2 separate regions of the Mus musculus genome follow, and region 1 is linked to region 2. Evidence: chromatin contacts called from public HiChIP or PLAC-seq data. All regions are on one chromosome and are shown on one strand. Each heading gives the region's core, a stretch centred on a gene start, on an enhancer-like site or on the middle of the called end of the contact. The rest is flanking DNA. Distances are from core to core; before and after follow the strand shown.

What was found. HiChIP or PLAC-seq counts read pairs in DNA pulled down with a chosen protein or histone mark.
Region 1: an HNF4G HiChIP or PLAC-seq map of pancreatic cancer cells shows a contact between it and region 2. The contact joins two enhancer-like sites. A contact is called at or near these places in 2 of 15 datasets of contacts at CTCF or cohesin (CD8 T cells and the NIH/3T3 cell line), 18 of 484 Hi-C or Micro-C datasets (the MC3T3-E1 cell line, Th1 cells, adipose-derived mesenchymal stem cells and 4 more) and 7 of 115 datasets of contacts at active chromatin or transcription factors (embryonic stem cells and pancreatic cancer cells).

The regions. Positions count from the first base shown.
Region 1 is chr17:70,776,124-70,782,320 of GRCm38.p6, reverse strand. The region is part of intron 8 of Dlgap1 (DLG associated protein 1); the gene reads right to left. The region is part of intron 3 of Gm41609 (predicted gene, 41609); the gene reads left to right. Among named protein-coding and RNA genes, the nearest start is that of Gm41609, 27 kb to the left of the region's middle. Within about 2 kb of position 2,635, at least 46 of the 459 cell types and tissues checked have an H3K27ac peak or open chromatin away from gene starts, as enhancers often do. A contact at or near this core is called in pancreatic cancer cells, where this site is marked.
Region 2 is chr17:70,706,098-70,712,478 of GRCm38.p6, reverse strand. The region is part of intron 5 of Dlgap1 (DLG associated protein 1); the gene reads right to left. The region is part of intron 1 of Gm36746 (a long non-coding RNA gene); the gene reads left to right. Among named protein-coding and RNA genes, the nearest start is that of Gm36746, 8.4 kb to the left of the region's middle. Within about 2 kb of position 5,033, at least 57 of the 459 cell types and tissues checked have an H3K27ac peak or open chromatin away from gene starts, as enhancers often do. A contact at or near this core is called in pancreatic cancer cells, where this site is marked.

The DNA.
Region 1 (6,197 bases), core at 1,386-3,885, 72 kb before region 2:
CACACACACACATCAAAAGCTGTTGATATGATCAGCTCTTGTTACTTATGTGAGTTGTTAATTCTCCAATGAGCCAGTGTGTGTGTGTGTGGGGGGGGGGGAGTGGGGTAAGTTGTGCAAGTTTGAAAGTCATGTGTGTGGTATGCAAGTTTGAAAGTCATGTTCAGAAGTCTCTTTGGTTTAACAAGAGAGGCAGGAAAATTCTAGTAAAATGTCCCACTCACTTCTTGGCTGTTTCTCTGTTCCTTCAACTTTGTCCCTAAATGCTAAATGCCCCTTCCTGACGTTAAGCTTTCTCTTCAGCTGCCCGTGTGTGACTTGGACAGTGTTCACATCACCACGGCTGACATTTTGGCTGTTCTACTAACACACAAAAAAATCACAACTGCAGAAATATTTAGTCTTCTCTCCCCAAAGATCTCTGATTGCCAGGGGATTGAATTTCCAAATATACTAGTCCGCTTGTGTTCCAGCAGAGCACACTCGCCAGGGAAGGAATCTGCTCCATAGAGAGAAGAGTGGCCCACTTTCCTCTCTGTTTCAGCCACAGAAAACTGTCCTACCAGCATTCTTGAGAGCCATCTCCCTCCCGGCTGTGGATCCGGTAATGGATCCACCTTCTTAAGAAAAATTACTTGGCACTAGATTAATAGACGTTTGCAGTTTAGCCACCCATAAAGAAATAAAAGTTAAGCAAAATGAAAACTGTTGGGGATTAAAGGCGGCGCCTTTGAACTGCAGGGGGGGGACGACGACGACGACACGCACAAGCTGTACTTCCTACCCCTTCAGTCCCATAAGCAAAGGCTTTCTTACTTACACTCAGAACTTTCAAAGGCTGTTCTGCACCACAAAACTGCCCTGTCTCTTTCAAGTGCAGAGTCCCTTGTGGGCAGAGGGCGTGATCAAGTTGTGATTGTTTTAAATTGCTGATAGGGACACAGGAAAGGGGTCACCAAGATTAAACTCTGTGAAGGGGGTAATCCTGAAAGCTGAGCCTGATCTCATAGCTTGCAAACCCCCCCCCCCCCACTTCCCAGTCTTGATGCTCTCCCTGCACGCCCTGCAGGCCCAGTGTGTAATGATTACACTTCTGAACAAGGCCTAGGATGCAGAAAGCCAGCGAAGAGAGACTGGATTAACCAGTGCAGAGGACAATGCCCTGTGTGTTCTGAAGACTGAGTGACAAGCTGCTGACTAGCAGGCAGGGATGGGGCCCTTGTGCCTGTGAAACAAGTGGGTGTTTCTGATGAAAAGACTTTCTACAGTGTTGCCACAATGTTTCTATGTGTAACAGTTTTCAAATGCTCTTACAGGTTCTTGCGCAGAAAGGGGGTGGGGGGCGACACAAAGGAGCAACAGCTAAGCATCGCCATCTTCAGTGTGGTGTGGTGTGGTGTGGTGTGGTGTGTGTGTGAAGGCTGGAGAGTTTGAATCCAGGCCTAAGCAGGAACTAGGTAAGTGCTCACCTACAGCGCTACCTTTCTATGCTGACATTTGTTTGCTGTCTGGACCTGCCTGGCGGTCCAGTGACGTTCAAGCCAAGTGGACATTTTAGGGAGGCAAATTCAGTCATACCAGGGCAGAGGTCGTCCGCCCGCCCCCCCCCCCCCCCCCAGTTTCTGGTCATCCTCTTTAGTCCTTTGCTTCCATAGCACTTGTCTTTCAGAACTAAGTCTGGCGACTAAGTTGAGAATGTGACTCTTAGGCCGTTCTTTCTTCTTAGGGGCTTTTGCACCAAGCTCCTGTCAAGGTTCTTGTGGGATCTGAAAATGTATTCCCCTCTGCCACAGCAGTCTTGGTGATTTGTGAGCTGGCAGCATTTCTGATAAAGACCCAACATAACTCATTATACAAAGTAAAGTACAAAAGAAAGGGGCAGGAGACTGAGGTCAAGCCTCCCTGAAAAATGTACTCTTTCCAGTCAGAGCTTCCAAGTGAAGAGTGGGTGCAAGAGACCAACCTAGGCCCTCTACAGGAGCTCATGGTCTTAACTGCTGAGCTAGTACTTCAGTCTCACTGACATATTTTAGCACAGCTTTGCTTAAGTGAAAGTCATAGTCTCTTTGCTTTCTGAGAACTAAATGATCTTTAAAAAACAAAATATACATGCAAAGAGGAAGAAATGGAAAGAGAGAAAATAGAAGGGAGAGAAGAAAGGAAGAGAGGCAGAGAGGAGGGGAAAAGGAAAAGGAAGGGGTGGGCGGGGGGCGGGGGGGGCTCTCTGTAGAATTAAGGGCCATACATTTGAGGTCAGCTTGGATTTAGGCTGGACTTCAGGCTTTTGAAATTTGAAACCTGTGAAGGGCGCGCCTTTAAAACTCAGGTGCTAGGAACGATCTGATTAGGTTACATCATTGTTAAGCAAAGGAAAGAGAACCGAGAAGGGTGGGTGCTGGTTGTTTGGTTGTTTAAGGAGATGGTATGGAGTGTGTTGAACCCAGAATTTCTAGGAGGGCAAAGCAGGGATTGTAGCCTTAGACTTAAAGTGGCTGTTTCTCGGGCCTCTGTTTCTCAGGCCCCTCTCTTGCTTTTTACTTTTTGTTTTAGTATCTCGTTTAGCTGAGATCACTAAGCGCTCAAATATTTACACCTGTGTAAATATGAAGTCACTTGTGATCAAAGGAGGAATCTCTTATAGTGGCTGTCATTGTGGTCAAAGAGAACGGTGGTGTGGCTTCTCTAGAGCTTGTTCGGCCCAGTCATGAGCCTGCTGTGAGCTCTTTCTTTTATTCTGAAAAATAGGGACTTGGGGCTGGTGAGGTGGCTCACTTGATGACCTAAGTTGGATCCCTGGGAACCATACAGTGCAGAGAACCAACTGATTCCTGTAAGTTTTTAATGCCAAGATATCTTTTTGTATGTTTGTTTATAGTCAGCAAACTCTTACGGTCTAAGTACCAAGCACAATGGGAGGGCTGCAGTAGGAGAAGGGGCAGGGGCTCTCTAAGTGGCAAGTGAAACAGAGCAGGGGAGTTTTTTGTTTGTTTGTTTGTTTTGTAAGTCAAAGTGTCTCTGTGTCAATTCTCTTTCCACAAACATATAGGAAAAGATTCTGACTTTCTTTTCCGTTGAGTGCTCACAGGTCTGAATTCACACAGCATTCACTGTGAAACAAGGCTCATGGTCTGACTAGCACAAGTACTGGAGGAAGTACTTGTGCAGTGAGAAAAACTCTGGGAAGCAGGGCCGTGGCTGGGGAGCTTGGTCACTGGGGCTACTGAAGGTAATTGCTATTCCTTATTCCTCTGATTCTTGTCGGCCTCAGGTGAAGAACTGTATCACGTGTTTCCAGTCCAGTGATGCTCTGCCCAAGCACATGGGACCAAGCAGCCATGAACTGATTCTCCTGAAACCATAAAACAAATCTTTGCTACTTGAAGCCAATCTCTGAGATATTTTGATCAAAGCAACATAAATAAGCAGGCAGACTTAAGTCATACAGAAAATTGGTTTCATGTACTTACATATAATAAATAAACAAATCTTTAAAAAAGGGGGGGGCTAGAGAGATGGCTCAGTGGTTAAGAGCACTGACTGCTCTTCCGAAGGTCCTGAGTTCAAATCCCAGCAACCACATGATGGCTCACAACCATCCATAACAAGATATGACTTCCTCTTCTGGTGTGTCTAAAGACAGCTACAGTGTACTTACATATAATAAACAAATCTTTAAAAAAAAAGAAAGAAAATTGGTTTCAGACGTGGGGTTACTGCTATGACTAAAATCTAACCATGTAGTTTTTTGTTTTTTGTGTTTTTTTACCATGTAGTTCTTAAACCTTTTTTTTTTTAAAGATTTATTTATTGTTATATATAAGTACACTGTAGCTGTCTTCAGACACACCAGAAGAGGGCATCAGATCTCATTATGGGGTTGTGAGCCACCATGTGGTTGCTGGGATTTGAACTCAGGACCTTCAGAAGAGCAGTCAGTGCTCTTAACCGCTGAGCCATCTCGTCAGCCCCAGTTCTTAAACCTTTGAAACTAACTGGTGTGAAGGAGGAATTTGAAAGAGTGTGGATTTGCAGCCTAGAGATTACCAGGAGTAGAGTCAAACTGGCAATTCTGGTAAAAATTCAGAAGACCGGAGTGTTGACAGAAATGTAAAGTTAAGATTATGTTGTGATGTTTCAGATGGGAATGAAGATTCCATTGAGAAACAGAGTAGAAGCGATTCATATTATACTCTGGCAAAGAACTTGCCTACATCTTGTCTTTCTCTAACCCTTTGGGGTAGCTGCAGAGGCTCATGCTGTGATCCCAGTACTTAGGAGGCAGGATGACTCTCACAAGTTCAAGGTCTCTCATTAGTCACAAGTTTAGGACTAGAGAGTAAGATCCTGTCTCAACAAAAACTAAAAGTCCATGGTTCCTGAAGAGTCTAGGGTCATTAAAGAGATGCCACATGGCTTTGCACTGGGACAGCAAGAAAGATGTTTTGGGGGACATTTCAGGAACTTACTAGACCTCATTCATGGCAGATTCAAGAGTAGAAAAAAAGAGCTAGCAAGATGGCTCAGTGGGTAAGAGCACTGACTGCTCTTCTGAAAGTCCTGAGTTCAAATCCCAGCAACCACATGGTGGCTCACAACTACCAGTAATGAGTCTGATGCCCTCTTCTGGTATATCTAAAGTCAGCAGCTACAGTGTACTCATTTATAATAATAAATAAATCTTTGGGGCAGAGCAGGGATAGAGCAAGTGGCGCCAACTGGAGATAGCGGGGTTGACGAGAGCAAGCAGAGGTCCTAAAAATTTGATTCTCAACAACCACATGAAGGCTCACAACCATCTGTTCAGCTACAGTGTACCCATATATGTAAAATAAATAAATAAATAAATAAATAAATAAATCTCTTTTAAAAAGAGTAGAAAGAAAAGTAGTTGTGATGGTTTGTAGATGCTTGGCCTAGGGAGTAGTACTATTAGAAGGTGTGGCCCTATTGGAGTATGTGTCACTGTTTGGTGTGACTTTAAGATCCTCATCCCAGCTGCCTGGAAGCCAGTATTCTACTAGCAGCCTTCAGATAAAGATATAGAACCTTAATGATCATGGACTTGATCCTCTGAAGCAGTAAGCCAGCCCCAATTAAATGTTGTCCTTATAAGAGTTAGCTGCCTTGGTCATGTGTCTATTCATAGCAGTAAAACCCTAACTAAGACAGCAGTCATTTGTGAAGTTTTTCCCTTGCGAAGAGGGGGCCTCTATTATACCCTGTTTGCACAGGGCCATGATTTCTTTTCTTTTCTTTTTCTTTTTTCTTTTTTCGAGACAGGGTTTCTCTGTGTAGCCCTGGCTGTCCTAGAACTCACTCTGTAGACCAGGCTGGCCTCGAACTCAGAAATCCGCCTGCCTCTGTCTCCCAAGTGCTGGGATTAAAGGGGTGCACCACCATGCCCAGCAGGGCGATAATTTCTTAAGGAGTTTTTTACCATGTACAGTTAGTTACCCAGGTACTCTAAGCCCAATGTAGCCATGGTCACAGAGAGAGGCCATGTGGCCTGTGAATGAACAGGCCACAGAGGTGGGGCTGCTCAGGCCTTCTGGGGCTTTCCTCACATCAGCATGCTTCAGACCTGGAACTCTAGGATTTAGTTCTGTCTGTCCTCTTGGGTTCTGCTGTGATTTCATCCCGCTTTTCTGTACTTTCCTAAGGACATTATACGTTGGAAGCATGTAACCTGATTTGTAAATTCTACAGGTTTTACTCATGTGCCAGAGGATACACACACACAGAGAGAGAGAGAGAGAGAGAGAGAGAGAGAGAGAGAGAGAAAGAGAGAGAGAGAGAAAACAAGCATCGTAGTGTCCATCTGAAATCCCAATATTCAAGTAATTGAGCAAAAGGAATGCTTTAAGTTCAAGATTAGCATGGTCTATATTCAAGATTAGCATGGTTTATAGAGCTGGGCAGCCAGGGTTACATAATGAGACTCTATCTCAAAATAACAGTAATAAAATAAATATGTAAATTACATCATCTTGACTGTTGAGGTTTGGTCTGTTGCTATGTATTCTAGTGCTAAATCCTGGCCCCAAAGTCTGGTTGCTCCCAGGGAAGTGGAAATCCTCACCTACACCAAGTGATGCTATGTAGCCTTGCTCCTTGATTTCAAACTACGGGCTGAATAAGGAAGGGCAGCCTAGAGCTGGGCAGAAGAGAGGTTTCAGTTCCAGGGCTTGGGGTCTGAG
Region 2 (6,381 bases), core at 3,784-6,283:
CAAAGTTCTGACTCCTCTGAATATTGGGAGAGAGAGAGAGAGAGAGAGAGGGAGAGGGAGAGGGAGAGGGAGAGGGAGAGGGAGAGGGAGAGGGAGAGGGAGAGGGAGAGGGAGAGGGAGAGGGAGAGGGAGAGGGAGAGGGAGAGGGAGAGGGAGAGGGAGAGGGAGAGGGAGAGGGAGAGGGAGAGGGAGAGGGAGAAAAGCAGGGACACTCACTGTGCCCTCTGCCTGTCTCTCAGGGGTCAGGAGCCTGAGCATGAGGCGTCCTGAACACTAATGAGTGAGAGTGGAGGCAAGTCTTCATGAGAGCCTGAGGGCAGAGGCTGTAAGACTCTGTTGATGAGGGTAGGAGAGTGGAGGAAGAAACCATCACTGGAGAGACGTTGGTCCTTTTATGTGGTGGGAAGGATTGCAGTCACATATCCCTCTAGTAGAGGGGGAGCTAGACCTACGAAATGTATGCTTTTACTTGTATTATGGGAATCAAGCTCAGGCCTTCAGATGTGCCAGAGAAGGGCTCTCCCTTAGAGCTGCACTCAGCCCACAAGATATCCAACTTCAGTGTTTTAAATGCCTCCTGTATCCCCATTAGAGCTATGTATGATGAGTTCCAGGCCGATAAAGAAGAGTTTAAACAAACAAACAAACAAACAAACAAACCAACCAAAACCTATATTTAAAAAATCATTTAGAGGAAATACAAAGAGCCAGGACTTGCTAAGCCAAAATGCCAAAATAAAAATATAAAAAATTAACTATTACATTTTAAGAGATGGCTATTATGATCCTTTAAAAAGTTATTACTATGCCAGCAAGATTTTGCTGAAAGGACCCTGATATAGCTGTCTCTTTCCTGGCAAATACAGAAGTGGATGCTCACAGTCAGCTATTGGATGGAACACAGGGCCCCCAATGGAGGAGCTAGAGAAAGTACCCAAGGAGCTGAAAGGGTCTGCAAACCTATAGGTGGAACAACAATATGAACTAACCAGTACCCCCAGAGCTCATGTCTCCAGCTGCATATGTAGCAGAAGATGGCCTAGTTGGCCATCATTGGAAAGAGAGGCCCCTTGATCTTGCAAACTTTATATGCCCCAGTACAGGGGAATGCCAAGGCCAAGAAATGGGAGTGGGTGGGGAGGGGAGCAGGGTGGGAGGAGGGTATAGGGAACTTTTGGGATAGCATTTGAAATGTAAATGAAGAAAATATCTAATAAAAAAAAAGAAAAATTTTTATTACATCAGAAACATTTAACCATGTGTCCTCTGGTGTTCCTAAAATCGATTAAAAAAAAAAAAGACTTTGAGGAATTCCAAAGGTTCTGATCCCCAGCTCCACTTTGAAGAGAACTGTAGACATATCTTGTTTAGCAGAGAGATGTCCAGTAAGACCCAGTGGTAGGCCACAAAGATGAACAGAACCAGGGGCCACACCTTTGGATGGACAAGGTTCAGGGCAAGTTCAATGGGCACAGTCATAAAATGGGCTGAGAAGTTGATGGAAAATGGACAACTCAGAACATGTGACAAAATTCTGATGAGTAGACCCAAGAGTGGTGAAAAAATTGTCCCTAAGGGACCAGGCCTGGGCTCCTCAGCTGAGGAATGGGAAGCCTGTGGGTTTCAGAACAGCCGCTGGCCACTGATCACTATGGTGCCTCGTCTAGAATGGAAGTGTTTGTTCTGATATGGACAGGCATGCCCTCCAAAGGCACTTGCGTGGAAAGCTTAGTCCTCAAGGCAATGCAGAGGGCTGGGATGTCAAGAGTGATTGAGTCAGAAGGATATTTGGCTAATCAATAAGTGTCTCGAGCCACTGATAGATTCATAATTGAATAGACTGCGGGGAGGTAGTGGATGCTATGAAAGGAAAGGTGGGTCTGTGGTGGCGTGTTGTATCATGGTGGCAGGGTGGGGCACAATGGTTGAGGATTGCTCACCTTAAAGAAGCTAAAAAAAAAGGGTGGTGGTGGAAGGAGGGAAGGAGAGAGGAGGCAGAGAGACAGACAGAGAGAACAAAGAGTTCTGGGGATGGAGTGCCAGGATCTCCTTCAGGAACACGTCCCTACTAACTTTCCATCGTTCCATTATCTTCTAGTACAGCCACAGGTTGATGACGAAGCCCTCACGCATGAGATGCTGGGGACATTTCTGATCCAACTAGAAATGACTGTAATCATTTCTGATTAAAATGCAGAATCTGATTTTTTAAAAAAAAGTCTATTTACGAGCCTCTATGCATTGCAGGGTGACACATTTCATGGCAACAGCTAAGCAAGTTAGACCTGACTGGTCTCACCTGAGATTGTCCCCACAGCCTGGCCACGCCATTCTTTTGTGTCCCTGAAAGCTAGCTAGCTGGAGCTTCTTCTCCATTTATCCATCGTTGCCTGCTTAGTGCATGAGGGTTTTCTCCAGAAGCTTCCCCGAGCCTCTCTCTTTGCTCCCTCCTTGCAGCGATTCTCCTATCGGTCCCAAGTTCTCTTCCGGGAGCACAGTCATCTTTGATGATTTGAGCCATGCCACTACTCACCTCTAGAATGTAAACCCCATGAGAACAGAGGCTCCCTTTGATCACAGTGGGATTCCTGGCTTCAGCAAGTGCTGGATAAATATTTGTCAAGCAGATGAATTGATTGTCTGATGCTGTTGATAAGGACTCCCTCCTCGACACAGCCTTAATAACTCACCACTATTCTTTTTGCTCATGTGCTGTGCAAACCTGGATTCCCAGCCACAGGAAGTGGGCAAGTATGTGTGACTTATTAATCGCTCAGCTATGGTCTGTGGGCGCAGCTGGTCACCCCCGAAAACTCAGGAAGCCCAGGAAAAGAGGCCATGAGAAGCCCCTGGGAATGTGTGGGTTCGGGGTTGCAAGGGTCAGGTGCAATTTGTGCTATCTCTCATTTATGGTTTTAGGGGAAATAGGGACAGGGGGCTTTCTTGGGAGTCCTGAGAAGTTAGTGGTGGTCAGACTGAAGCACTTCTAAGTTGAAGTTATAACCTGTTTTTTGCTGGGTCAGGAGCTATTTTTCACCCCACATCTACAGCAGAAGGAAGCTGCAATCTCAGGGCCGGGCAAAGCTGCCACTTCCCACAGTAACTGTGCTCAGAGTTTTGTTCACTTCCTCTTGGGGATGCACCTCGACTTATTGTTCCCATAGGTACGGGAAATGTGGCTCCCTTGGAAAGTGGCTCTCTACAGTTTTCCTGCATCTCTTGTCACTGTTTCTATTAGTTACATAAGCAAATGTCTTCATCGATGTCTTTATAACTTCCATTCTATAATTTCAAAGTGTCTTCCTTTATACCTCTCACTCCTCTATACCACACACATACACACACACACAGAACCTGTACACACACCCACACCTGTACACACACACATACACACAGATGCATCCATACACACATATACACATTTGTACACACACGTATACACACATCCATACACATATACGCACACACGTACACAACATTCATACACACATGTACATATACATCCATCCACACATACAAATATACATATCCATCCACACACACAAACACACACATGCATATATACACACAGGCACACACACACATCAGTACACATACACAAACACATGTGCATACACACAGACACACTTGTACAAATACATCTGTACACACACACACACACACACACACACACACACACAACTGTGTAGGGCGTGGAATCCAGAGCCTTGACACAAAAACACAGCTCTCACCTCAAAGGGAATGAGAGTTTATTCTGGAGCCAGCTATGAATGGCCATGGTAGATGCCTCTCTCCAATGTGCTAACAGTTTGATGAAGTTGTTTTTGTTTTTTTTCTTATTTTTCGAGATAGGGTTTCTCTGTGTAGCCCTGGCTGTCCTGGAACTCACTCTGTAGACCAGGCTGGCCTCAAACTCAGAAATCCACCTGCCTCTGCCTCCCAAGTGCTGGGGTTAAAGGCATGTGCTACCACTGCCCAGCTTGATGAAGTTTTTATAGTTACAGAACAAAGTCATAAATCAAGACATTTAAAAAATATATTGGTGAGACTATTAGGTATGACTGCTGAGGGGGATAACTCCGATCTTAGGTGCAATCTGATGGCATTCTTAGCCTCTGGGTTGGAGGAAGCGTGTAGCCTGTTAGAACATTCCAGAAGGATTTACCTGAATAGTCACAAGGGTGTTACAAGGTCAAACATGGGTGGGCAATGAATGACTGTTAAGGGGCTAAAGATTGCCCAAGGGACTTGGGGTCCAGATTCATAGCATCCCGCTTTCCAATATTCCAAGCGTTAACCAAGCTTTGTGGGTCCTCCCTCCCTCCCTCCCTCCCTCCCTCCCTCCCTCCCTCCCTCCCTCCTTCCCTCCCTCCTTCTGTTTCTTTCCTCTCCCCCTTTCTTTCTTTTTCAAAGGCAAGGTTTCACTAAGTAGTCCTGACTGGCCAGGAACTCAGATCTGCTAGTGTCTGTCTCCAACAGGCACGAGCACACTGGGCTAGCCTTGTGGATGCTTTAACACCGTGAGATTCATTTATTTTTCCTGCTTGCTCAGTTCCCATAGGCAGGCGGTCTACCACTGAGTCACACTCGCCACCTGGTTCTGTGGACCCGATGTCTGTAGTTGGAGATAGGGGGAGTCCATCCACTCGCAAAAAAAAGTCTTTGTCTTTTAAGTTGAACACGCTTCACCAGGTCAGAGCTTCGGAGCTGCAGAGATTGCTCTCCTCATTTTCTAATAGCCACGTGTTCTGAACCGGTGCCCGGTGCCACCTCTGATCCTTGCCCCACCACTCCCTCCAGGGTGCACAATACCGCATTTATATCTTTTGAATGTGTACCATTTGAAAGCGCAGGGACAGAAGGCAGATGCAGGCACACCTTTGATCTTTCATCCTTGCGGGTTAAGTGAGGGCAGACACCTGGCAGCTGCGAACTGGAAACAAAATGATGCCTGGGACTGGAATGACCTGAAACGCTGCAGTGGCTGGGCCGCAGGGGCATGGAAGCTGACTCTGTATGCAGGCAGAGGACCTGATCTCGGGTAGCACCTTGAACGACCTGGCTGGGGCTGGCTGGGGCTCAAGGACTTACTAGGCAAGAGGGCAGAAAAGATCCGGCAGCTGCATTAAGCAAAGTCAACAAACTATGCAGAGATGGCAGCTCAGCACCGGTGCCGACGGGCTATTCCGGTGAAAGTGCATTTAGAGTGCTCTTGTTCCTTCGTGGTACTCTAAAGGATTCCTTTTAGGTACAGAGATGTCACAAATGCTTCAGGTTCCCAAGTCCTCGGCGGGACCGTATTGCCCCCTGGCGTCCATGTGCTGTTACTACGTCTTTGCCCAGGAAGCCAGAGCCGTCAATCACATCCATGAAAGGCGGAGCTTCCAGTTTTCCGCACATGGAGAAGTTTGGCAGTACAGGATTGAAAGGCAGTTTTAAACCCTAAGCCAGACCTGGGAGGGAACTTCGGAATTAAAGTTCCTCCTTCCCCACTCTGTGCCTGGCCTTCTGAATGTTCCAGAAGCTTCGAAAAGAAATAAGTCAGATTTGAATCTGCTGGTTTTTAATATTGGTGGTCGTGTGGTTACTGCACCCTGCTTCTTTTCAGTCAACTCAAAAGTGGCCCGGGCTAGAAAACCTTTCCTGACTTCTCTTCAGCGATTGCTTCGTGATAGGTGTTGGATGCCTCTCTGCTGTCAAGCTTCTCCGACTGTATGGGAAGGCAAGGGCATGGAATATTCCTGAACTGCATCTGCAGCCGCTGGGATGAGGCTTCTGTTCAGTAAAAACGTGTCCAGTAATAAACAGTTGCGTACCGTCCACACGGGGCGAAAGCATCAGGGCTTGATCAATACAGCAACCCTACCCAAGGCAAGAAGTCAACTTCTGGGTGGGAAAGAGAAGTGTGTTCATGTGTGTGTGTGTGTGTGTGTGTGTGTGTGTGTGTGTGTGTGTGTATGTGTGTGTACACACAGGTGTGTGAATGCACGTTTGTGTGTGTGGGGTGTCTCCTGGCACCTTCCCTTGTAGCCTGATATTTACATGGGTTCTGGGAATTGAATTTGAGGTCAGCATCTTACTGACAGAACCTTCTCCCAGTCAGTATTTTGTTCTGAACACAGCTATGCTTGCTTTTAGATTTTTTTCTTTTTTAACAACAACAGGCTCTCAGGTAGCCTAGCCTGGCCTCCAGGTCTAACCAAGGCTGACCCTGAACTCCTGATCCTCTGCATCTGCTGTTCATGTCCCGGGATCACAGACATCTGGTCACTGTGCCCTCCCTGCTCATATTACACATTGATTTATTAAACAGCATCATGGCAGAAGGCACGACTCCTGACTGTCAAGGGTTTACATTTTAGAGTCATACTGAGCCAACAG